Regions from separate parts of the Sminthopsis crassicaudata genome. Here region 1 is linked to region 2. The links are chromatin contacts, called in public Hi-C maps. All regions are on one chromosome and are shown on one strand. The core of a region is the stretch at or near the end of the contact, and the rest is flanking DNA. Distances in the headings are between cores, read along the strand shown.

Region 1 (4,772 bases), core at 1,847-4,346, 180 kb after region 2:
TTCTTCTCTGAACATTTAAAGACATTAAGAATTCTCCCAGAAAGATAATATTGAATTTCCTGTAAAACTGACATACCAATTCAACCAGTATTTTTTTCTCCACTGATCTTGGAGTAGGTGAGAAATGGCGGAAGCTCAAGCTCCTCCTTGTCAACTTTTTCTATTGCTGGCTCCCAATAAATGATTCTGGCAAATGATTCTCTTTTTAAACTTCAATTTTCTTATTTATTAAATGATATTAACACCTATCAGTTTTTTCAAGGAAAATGTTTTAAAATCTTAAATCAAGATATATTTAATGCTATTACTGTTCTTCCTTTGAAACAGCAAGATTAGCACTTTGAATGGGTGAACAAATGAATAGGTAAAAGTTGGATGAAGAGGACAGTAAGTACTCAGAAAACATCTATGTGAAGAATGTTACTTAGGAGGACTGCACTGGGTTATAAATAATTTGGTTTTGGAGGCATAATTATGGACAGGTTTATATGAGTTAAGGTTTATATACCTGTAAGGAAATTTTGGCATTCTTAATATGAGGTCTTTGCTCTGACTTATTGCTCAATCTCTTCCATTTCGAGAGACTTAGCTTCTTCTTTAGTAATCTACAAGTATTCATTAAGTGCCTACCATGTGAAAGGATACTATGCTAGGTACAGGAGACATAAAGGAAAATTAAATATGTTCTACCCTGTAGGAGTCAACATTCTTCAGGTGAAAAAAATGCACAGTATTATAAATACAAATGCAAATGTGCAAAACATATGCAAAGTGTGAGGGAGCTTTTTCAAATATTTCCAAAATTCCCTTCCTAAAATAATGTATCAAATCAAATACTGGAATACCAAAAGTGAGACCTTTTTTTCAGTCATACTAGGGGGCTGGCTTAAAGAACCTGGACAGCAGCACCAGCTTTGGGCACTGGAAATAGTGGAGGTTATAAGAACAGCAAGTTTTTCTGATTAAAAACTTCATTTCTAAAGTGTATTGAGAACTGAGCCAAATTTATAAAAATAGGAGCCATTCCCCAATTGGAAAATAATCAAAGCATTTGAACAGACACTTTTAGAAGAAATCAAAGCTTTTAATAGCAATAAGAAAAACGCTCTAGATCACAAATAATTAAGAGAAGTACAAATCAAAACAACTCAGAGATATCACTTCATATATATTGGATACTTTATATGACAGAAAAAGAAGATAAACCCTGGAAACAATGTTTCCAGGGAAAATCTGGGCATTAATGCAATATTAGTAAATTGTGAAGTACTTCAATCACTCTTCAAGAACAATTTGGAATTATGCCCCAGGGACTATCAAATTGTCCATACTTTTTAATAATCTTTTTAAGTCTGTATCCTCAAGAGATAAAAAGGAAAAGGACCTAAATGTACAAATATACTCATGTCAGCTTTTTTTTCCCCCAGTGGTAAAGAATTAGAAATTGAATGGATGCCCATTGGTAGGGAATGGCTGAATAAGACTTAGTATATGATTATGATGGAATACTATTGCACAGAAATAAATGAGGAGGCAGTATGTTCAGAAAGACCTGGGAAAACATTTAAGATCCGAGGCAAAGTGAAATGAGCAGAATCAGGAGAACATTGTGTATAGTAACAGCAACATTGTAACAACGATCAGCAGTGACTTAGCCATGCTCAGCAATACAATGCAAGACGATTTCAAAGGACTCATGATGAAAAAAATGCCATCCCAAAATTAATGGAGTTTGAAAGCAGATTGAAGCATACTTTTTGTGCTTTATTTTTTTGTGTTTTTTTTTCCACAACATGACTAACATAAAAAAATGTTCTGTATAACAGCACATGTAAAAATGTGTCAAATTGCTTTTCTGCTCAATGAAGGAGAGAGGAGAGAATTTGGAACTCCAAATTAAAAAAAAAAAAAAGTTTACATGTAAATGGAAAAAATAAAGTATTAAATTAAATTAAAAAAAAAAAACCCTGAAGTATCCAAAGAAAAAAATTATCTACTCTGATCAATATAATGATCCACAGAAACTCCACAGGACTCATGGAAGAAAAATGAAGAGAACTGATGAACTCAGGGCAGATGAAAACATAGTTTTCACTTTCTTTTCATGCATAATGAGTATCCCATTGCTTACCTTCTCAATGGGTGGGGGAGGGGCTGGAGGGAGAGAAAGATTTTGGAACGTTTAATGTGGCGTAATTTTGAATTTGGTAATTCAAGATTTTGGGAGAATAAATAGATGATCTCTATAGTATCGTTTAGCTTTAAATTTATGACTCTCTGATGGCCACAGTTTCTAGCATTAGAGCATGTTCAGACTGAGTGTTTCAGGACAGCAGCAGTGGCGGTCACTCACCTCGCATGGTCTGGCGGTCACTCCGGGGGCCATCGCCTCCTCCTCGGGGGCACAGCGGAGGCCACGAGAGGCCGAGGTCCTGGGGAGGAAAGGAGGCCCATGAGAAGCCCCTCTTGTCACTGAGGGGGACCCCGGGGCGGAGGGAGGCGGTCACCTCTGTTCTGCAGGGGACACAGCCTTCGGGACATCTCCCTCAGAGCTCAGGCAGGACAAGGGACGAGCGAATAACAATTAATGTGGAAGGAGGCAGGGATGCTGGCCCGCAGCGGACCCAGAGGGATGCTGTGGGGAAACGAGGCCGCAGGGAAGTCTGGACTAAAGACCATAAACTTGACGTTCACTTTCTAAGACTTTTGGCAAGAGAGGTAGGACTGAGGCCAGGCGGGTCAGAAGTTGCCTAGGGGTCATGGGGCAGGGCGTGAATGAGACTACATTTGAATCTGGCTCCGCCCCCCCGTATTTTCCTCTGCGCGTGCGCCATGAGCAGGCCACCGTAACTGCCTGGAAGGCTTCCATCGCCCTCTGGCGGACACTCCTCCCATTCTGTGTGTTCCTCAACCAGACCCTGGTACTCCCCACCCGCCGCACCCGAGAAATCGGCCTCCAGCTAGGTTTGGCCCCTTTTTCATCTGCTGCTCACCCCGTCACAGGTCGATAAGGATAGAGAAGGGGAAGCGGCTACAAGAAAGCCTAGAAGTGGGCGGGGAGGAAGTGACGTATGGGCGACCATCCTCACTGAACTGTTCCCATGGCCTTCTGGGAAACGTAGTTTGCATGCTGTCACATCTTTTGCGCATGCTTCAAGCTCCGGCGCCTCTTTGAAGAATGTGATCCTTGCTTGGCTGAATGCATCACTCTTCTCGGCTTTTTCTGTATTGGAGGTCCACTTCCTCTACTGATCTCGTGCATGATCTTCATAACCTCAATACCTGTGGGGAGTTAGGAATCAGATCAAAGTCTTAATTTGTCACTGTGCCCAAATAGCTATGAAACTGCAGACCGTTTGAACCAACAGTGCCACTAGTGGGTTTATATCCCAAGGAAATCATAAAGGTGGGAAGAGAGTGTGCAAAAATGTTTTTAAGCAGCTCTTCTTTTGGTTTGAAAACCACAGGAAAGGTTTGGAAAATGAATGGATTCTGGTCAATTGGGGAATGCCTAAGTAAGATATGAAGGTAAAAAAGATGAACAAGCTGATTTTAGAAAGACCTAGATTTACATGAACTGATGCTGAGTGAAACAAGCAAATCCAGGAACACTTTTTTTATTGAAGCTTTTTATTTCCAAAACATATGCAAGGATAATTTGTCAACACTGACCCTTGCAAAACCTTGTGTTGCAATTTTTCCCCTCCTTTCTCTCACTCTCTGCCTGCGATGGCAAGTAATCCAATATATGTTCAACATGGTGAAAATATTTGTAAATCCAATATAGGCATACCTATTTATACAATATTCTTCCTGTGCAAGAAAAATCAGATCAAAAAAAAATGAGAAAATAAAATTCAAGCAAATAACAAAAGAAGTGAAAATGCTATGTTGTGATCCACACAACATTCTTACAATCCTCTCTCTGGGGGCAGATGGCTTTCATCATCACAAGATCATTGGAACTGGCCTGCATCATCTCATTGTTGAGATCAGACTTGATTGTTGTATAGTCTTGTTGTTGCCATGTACAATGAGCTCCTGTTCTGCTCATTTCACTTATCATCAATTCATGTAAGCCTCTCCAGGCCTCTCTAAAATCATCCAGGAATACATTGTATTCAGTAAGACTATATGATGATCAACTATGAAAGACTTGATTCTACTCAGTGGTTCAGTAATCCAAGTAAATCCCAATAAACTTTGGACAGAAGATGCCATCTGTATCTGAAAGAGAACTATGGAGACTGCAAATCAACATGTGCTATGTTCACTTTTTTTCTAAATTTTTTCCTCTTATGGTTTTTCCCTTTTGTTCTGATTTTTGTCTCCCAACATGATTCATAAAGAAATTTGTGTTAAAGTATTAATACATGCATATTAGCAGAAAAAATAATAAAAAACCTAATCCATCCTTGCAGTCCTTCCTGCCAACTCACTTGTTAATATTTATTAATGCCAGGAATCTTTCTACAACAGTCACCATGCTCTAAGTGCTTCCTGGGGTCTAGATCTGCCCAAATGAAATGATGAGAACATGAAGAGAAGCAATGTTTTTGGGAAGAAAACCTGGATTTATCTGGTGGATTCCCAGAGTGCTTGCTCACCTCTGTGGGCTTCAAAAGATACACATTGGAGATGGAGGTGAGGGCAGGTCAAAAGACCAAGACACAAATGAGCACAGGGCAGGCAGAAGAGGTCAAGAAGATGCAAACTAACAGCAGGAAAAATTAAGGATAACAGCAGAGTTTGCTTTAATTTGGATTTTTTTT
Region 2 (4,831 bases), core at 2,048-4,547:
TAAAGTATTAGAAGTTGAGATGTTCATTATTTGGGAATGGCTGGAGAGGCTATGGTTTATGGTTGTAATGGAATATTATTTTGTTGAAGGTATGATAGGTGGTAACTAGATCACTTAGTGCATAGAGCATTGTGCTCAGTTATTAAAACCAGAGATAAGTGTGATCTTAGATATTTAATATCTCTGTGACACTTGCAAATCATGAAAATATTTTTTGCCTTAAACTACTGGAGAAGGAAATCACAAAACCACTCTATTTTCTGTGCCAAGAAAATTCCCGTAATGTGATCATGAAAATCGGAGCTATCATTGAACCACTGAGCAACAAGAACTGCAAAATGATGAAGGGTATGGCTTTAGAAAAACCCGTGAAGATCTATGTGGATTGATACAGAATAAAGAGTCAAAACTAGAAGTTCGTGGTGCACAATAATAGCAATATTCTAATGATGACCAGCTGCCAAAAACTTAGTTATTCTGATCAAAAGAAGTCCAAGGGATTCATGATGAAACACACTACCCACCTTCAGAGTGCAAACTGATAAATATAAATTAAAGTAAGATTTTTTTTTTCATTTTCCTTACTGTTTTTGCTACAATGCTAAATTTTTTAAATTTGGGAGGGGGGGTATGATTTCATATGTATAGTTGACATATTTCTTGCTTTATCAGTGGATTGGGGAGGGACTGGAAAGAGAATTTTGGATGTCAAAATGTTAAAAAGAATGTTCAAAATAAATAACTTTTTTATTTAAATGGTTTAAAAAAGAGGTTTGGTATCACTAACAACATGGACCAGTTTATTGAACTTCTAAAGTTGAGTCTTTCTGCATCAGAGAATAAAATCCTCAATCTGTTGCCAGATGGCTGCAATGCCAAGTGGGGGTCAATTCTGGAGGTACAAGCTTGGTTTCTAGGGTCACAGAAGGTTTGATGAGTGATTAATATACACAACTCCTCAACTACTTGACCAATCTTGGAAGTCACCTGGTCTTCTCTCTCAAAGATTTACAATCCCATTACAAATCACGATTTACAATCCCATTATTCCAGCAGCCCCATCCTCTCAACCACAAATGTCCCAAAAGGCTCAAGTTTCTGGAGCTGCTGCCCTCTTCTAGCCCTTTTCAATGTTTTGTAATATCTTCCCACTTGCTGGGCAAACATATGTTATCGGCTTGTAAATATAGGCTTAGTGGGCTTTAATGAAAGCATTATTATTTTCTAATCAGTAAGAAAAACACTGGATCCCTGGAACTTAATGATATTGGCTGACATAGGATTTAGGAATATCACTTTGTTAATTGTACAGAGAATGTGTTGGAAAGGAGAAAAACCACCTGTTTGCCTGTTTGAGGCTGAACTGAATGTAAAAGTTACCCACACTCAGAGATAGCCAATTACTTTGTAGATTATTGTTTTTGGCAAACCATGATTCAAGAGGACTGACAATAAGGATATTCATCTCTTGCAGAGACAATGGGTTTAAAATACAGAGTGAAACTTGATTTTTGGATGTGACCAATATGGAAATAGACTTTTTTTGGACTATGTATACATGATAGAAAGATTTTACTTTTCTTGACTTTTGTTCACTGAGATAGAAGGGAAAACTGCTAAAAATAAAAGTAAAATTTTAAATTGAAAAATTCTACAGCTAGGACTTTAGAGCATGCCAGCACCTGAGATAAAATGCTTCATTACATGCAGAATAAACAAAAGAATTACAAATTATAGTAGGAAAAATAGAACGGCAGTAGTGGACAGGTGAAGGAGAAGCTTTGGGCATATACGCTTCTTTCCCATCCTCTGCGACAACAAACTAGGCTTTTCACACACACAAGAGGGAAGTGAGAAAGGTGAAATAAAATGGGAAGGCAGAATGGCCTTGAGCATCACCAATAAGCATCCCTGGAGTGGACAAGGGGAGGGAAAGTAAGAGATTCAAATGGCCCTCCCAAGTGATCATTTATTAAATATGTCACCTGTACAGATTCTTGCTGCAGCATTTAAATAGTTATCAGTTCATGAATCCATTTAAAATTATTGAAAGTGATGTGTAGTCCCTTATTAATAAGGAGACTACTAAGAAGTAAAACTTAATTTTCCCCCATCGAAGGAGGGGCCAAAGGATAGTGAGAGTAGGAAGCTATAATGGGTAGAGGGAATAGGAACTTTGGAACTGGTTGGAGAATTGATAGTAAAGTAATATAATCCAGAGTGGCTGAAGCCTCTTGTAAATTATGTATAACCTACTTAAAGCAATCTGTCAGGACTGGACAGAAATGTTCTACTTGTAGGTAAACTGAGTGAATTAAAACTTCACTTCCTTTTTATCTTGGAGAATCCTGCTTGGTGAAATGACTATGTTTATTTACTTTCTATACTTTTATAATGAGTTTTGGCTGCAGAAAAAAAAAAAAAATCAGCAGCTCTCAATGATCTGAGGAAGGAGATAGGGTAAATTTTGAACACGACCTAGACTTGGCCAGGAGCTATGTCTGCAAGCCCAGGAGATGGAAGCCGGCGGGCCTTGCCCATGAAGAAAGCCCCGGGGTAGTCTGTGCATCCATCAGGAGGCCTGGGGTTTTCTTCCTCAATGGCACTGGGTGTCCTTGTACTTCCCCTTGGGGAGGCTCCTGTCTGTCCTGGGCTGACTCCTCTGAAGGATCTCTCGCCATGGACTCGGCTGATCCCCTCATCCACAGGCACGTCCAGAACCACGAATGGGTTTCCAACTCTTCCATCACCATCTCACGCAGGAAGTTTTCACTTCTCTTTCCTCCAAATTGGTCCAGTCTTGGGGCTTCTCCTGGGCGGGAGCTCGCCCCTCCCTGCAGTCCCTTCTCAGGCCCCGCGCCCGCTGCGCCTCTCAGAGCTCTGGGGCTCGTGGGGCTGCAGCAAACTCCTCTCCGGACCCCCGCGGTGAGCGCCTCCTCCCGGAGCCCCCACGCCACTGCCCGGCTCCGGGGACCACGGCGGGGCTCCCGCTGCCTCGGGACGAAAGGCGATGAAAGGCTCATGCCTTCACTTTTCTCCCATTCTGCCTCTTCCCACAGTCGGCGCGCGGCCAGGCCGGGCCGGGCTCGGAGAACTGCAAACGGGCACTCCCCACCCTTACTAGGAGACGGACCCGTTCAGTGCCGCGGATTGCTGGAGACTGTCCCGGAGCCGAGTTCCAGGAACGCGCAGGAAAGGCAGCAGCTCTGGACTAAGATTCCCAGAAGACCTTGCTCACCAGAGGAGCATTTTCCAGTTCAAGGGAGGGAGAATGGGCGTGCCTCTTACGTCATTTCCGTCCCGCCCTCTCAACTCTCTGGCTTGGATTTGTGCTTTTTCCCTTCTTTGCCTGGAGCTGACCTAGCCTCGGGTGAGCGGCCGCTGCGAGCCGGGCCTTGCCTGGCCGGAGCCCGGCCGCGGGGGTGGGGCACGGGTGGAGCGCTGGGCTCTGGTTGGGGAGCACACGTTATGGGAGGGACGTCCATCCCGGGGCGAAAGAAGCCCTCCGGGGACTTCCAGGTCTGGGGGCGTCGCCGACTCCAGGACGGACCGGAGAGCCGGAGTGCGTGGGAGAGCACCGTGGGAGGAGGGGGTTCAAGCGCCCTCTACTGCGTGTGCGTGACCCCACCCGGGAATCTCTTGTCAAAGAAAGCAGCGTGATTTGCCATTTCCTTCTGCTTGTAGCAGATGAGAAAACTGAGGCAGTCGGGGGTCCCACTGCGAGCCAGGGTTAGGATGGAGAGCCCCAAGGTGTGTGGGGCGTGACTGACTCCAGGTTCAGCCCTTCCCCCAAGGGCCAAGAGTCTTAGGGAAGGCTCCCGTGGGGCCGAACCAGCCCTGGTGCCCCTCCTCCCGAAAGCCTCCGCTGTCCCTGGGGCCAGTTTCTCCGCCTCAGGGTATCATCTCGGTCCGATCTCCTACCTGGTCCCTAAAGAGATGTCGGTCTGGAGACAGCGTCCCCCTGCCCCGGGCTGCTGTCCAGCTCCGGGAGAGCGGGCATTCCCAGCCTCTGCTTAGGGCGCACGGGCACCTGGCCGGCTTCTCACGGTCTCCTTTTCTCCCCAGCTCTGCCTCGGAGGCCTCTTTTCTTCCCCTGAGGGAATGGCTCCAGTCCTCCTGAGCGCCCCGCCCTGCCAGGTGAGTGCCCGGGGCTTCTCCCCTAAAAACCAGATCTGGGGGGAGCGGGCGTTTCTCTCCCGTGTTGTGACCCTAGAAATGACCGCCTTCAGTGACGTCTTTAGAGCTAAAACATAGTATAGTTTTTCTACTTATCTTCCCCCTCCACAAAACCACATAGATTTCTTTTTTTACAGTTTTGAGTTTCAGAATCTTTTCTAGCTCCTCACCTACATACGAAGTCAAGCAATAGGACACCTATTGCACTTAAGTAATCAAAAACATTAGCCATCTTGAATAAAAGGTAATGAAAATAAAAGAAAGCGAAAATAGGCTTTAATCTCTTTCAGAATTCTTCAGTTCTCTTTTCACTTTTCAGTCTGTGGAAATTTCATGCATAATTGTATTCATCAGGGTAGCTTTGTTGTTCACACTTATCAGCTTACAACATTATGGTTGCTATGCACAGAATTCTCCTAGTTCGGCTCAGTTCACTTTTTTTCTTGTTGTTGTTGTTGTTCCTAAAAGTCTTCCCAGGTTTTCCTGAACTTTATCATTTCTTAGTGCACTGTAGTATTCCATCAGAATCACATGCCATGTCTTATTCAGCCATTCCCTAGGTGATAAACATCTCTTATTTCTAATCTTTTGCCATTACAAAACAAAAAATAAAAAAAACCTGATGTAAAGATTTTTTTGTACATTTTTATACATT

The links. A called contact is a pair of places that touch in the nucleus more often than the background predicts.
Region 1: a Hi-C map of fibroblasts shows a contact between it and region 2, with 2.6 times the contacts expected there. The contact joins the promoter of LOC141554123 here to the promoter of LOC141554117 in region 2. A contact is called at or near these places in 2 of 2 Hi-C or Micro-C datasets (fibroblasts and hippocampus).

What each region holds. Positions count from the first base shown.
Region 1 is chr2:35,590,419-35,595,190 of ASM4859323v1, forward strand. LOC141554123 reads right to left here and starts at 3,097. Exons shown (of 5, transcript XM_074285706.1): 1 at 2,994-3,097; 2 at 2,354-2,432. The coding sequence starts at 2,386.
Region 2 is chr2:35,406,747-35,411,577 of ASM4859323v1, forward strand. It overlaps LOC141554117, which reads left to right and starts at 3,298. Exons shown (of 5, transcript XM_074285694.1): 1 at 3,298-3,370; 2 at 4,066-4,137. The coding sequence starts at 4,102.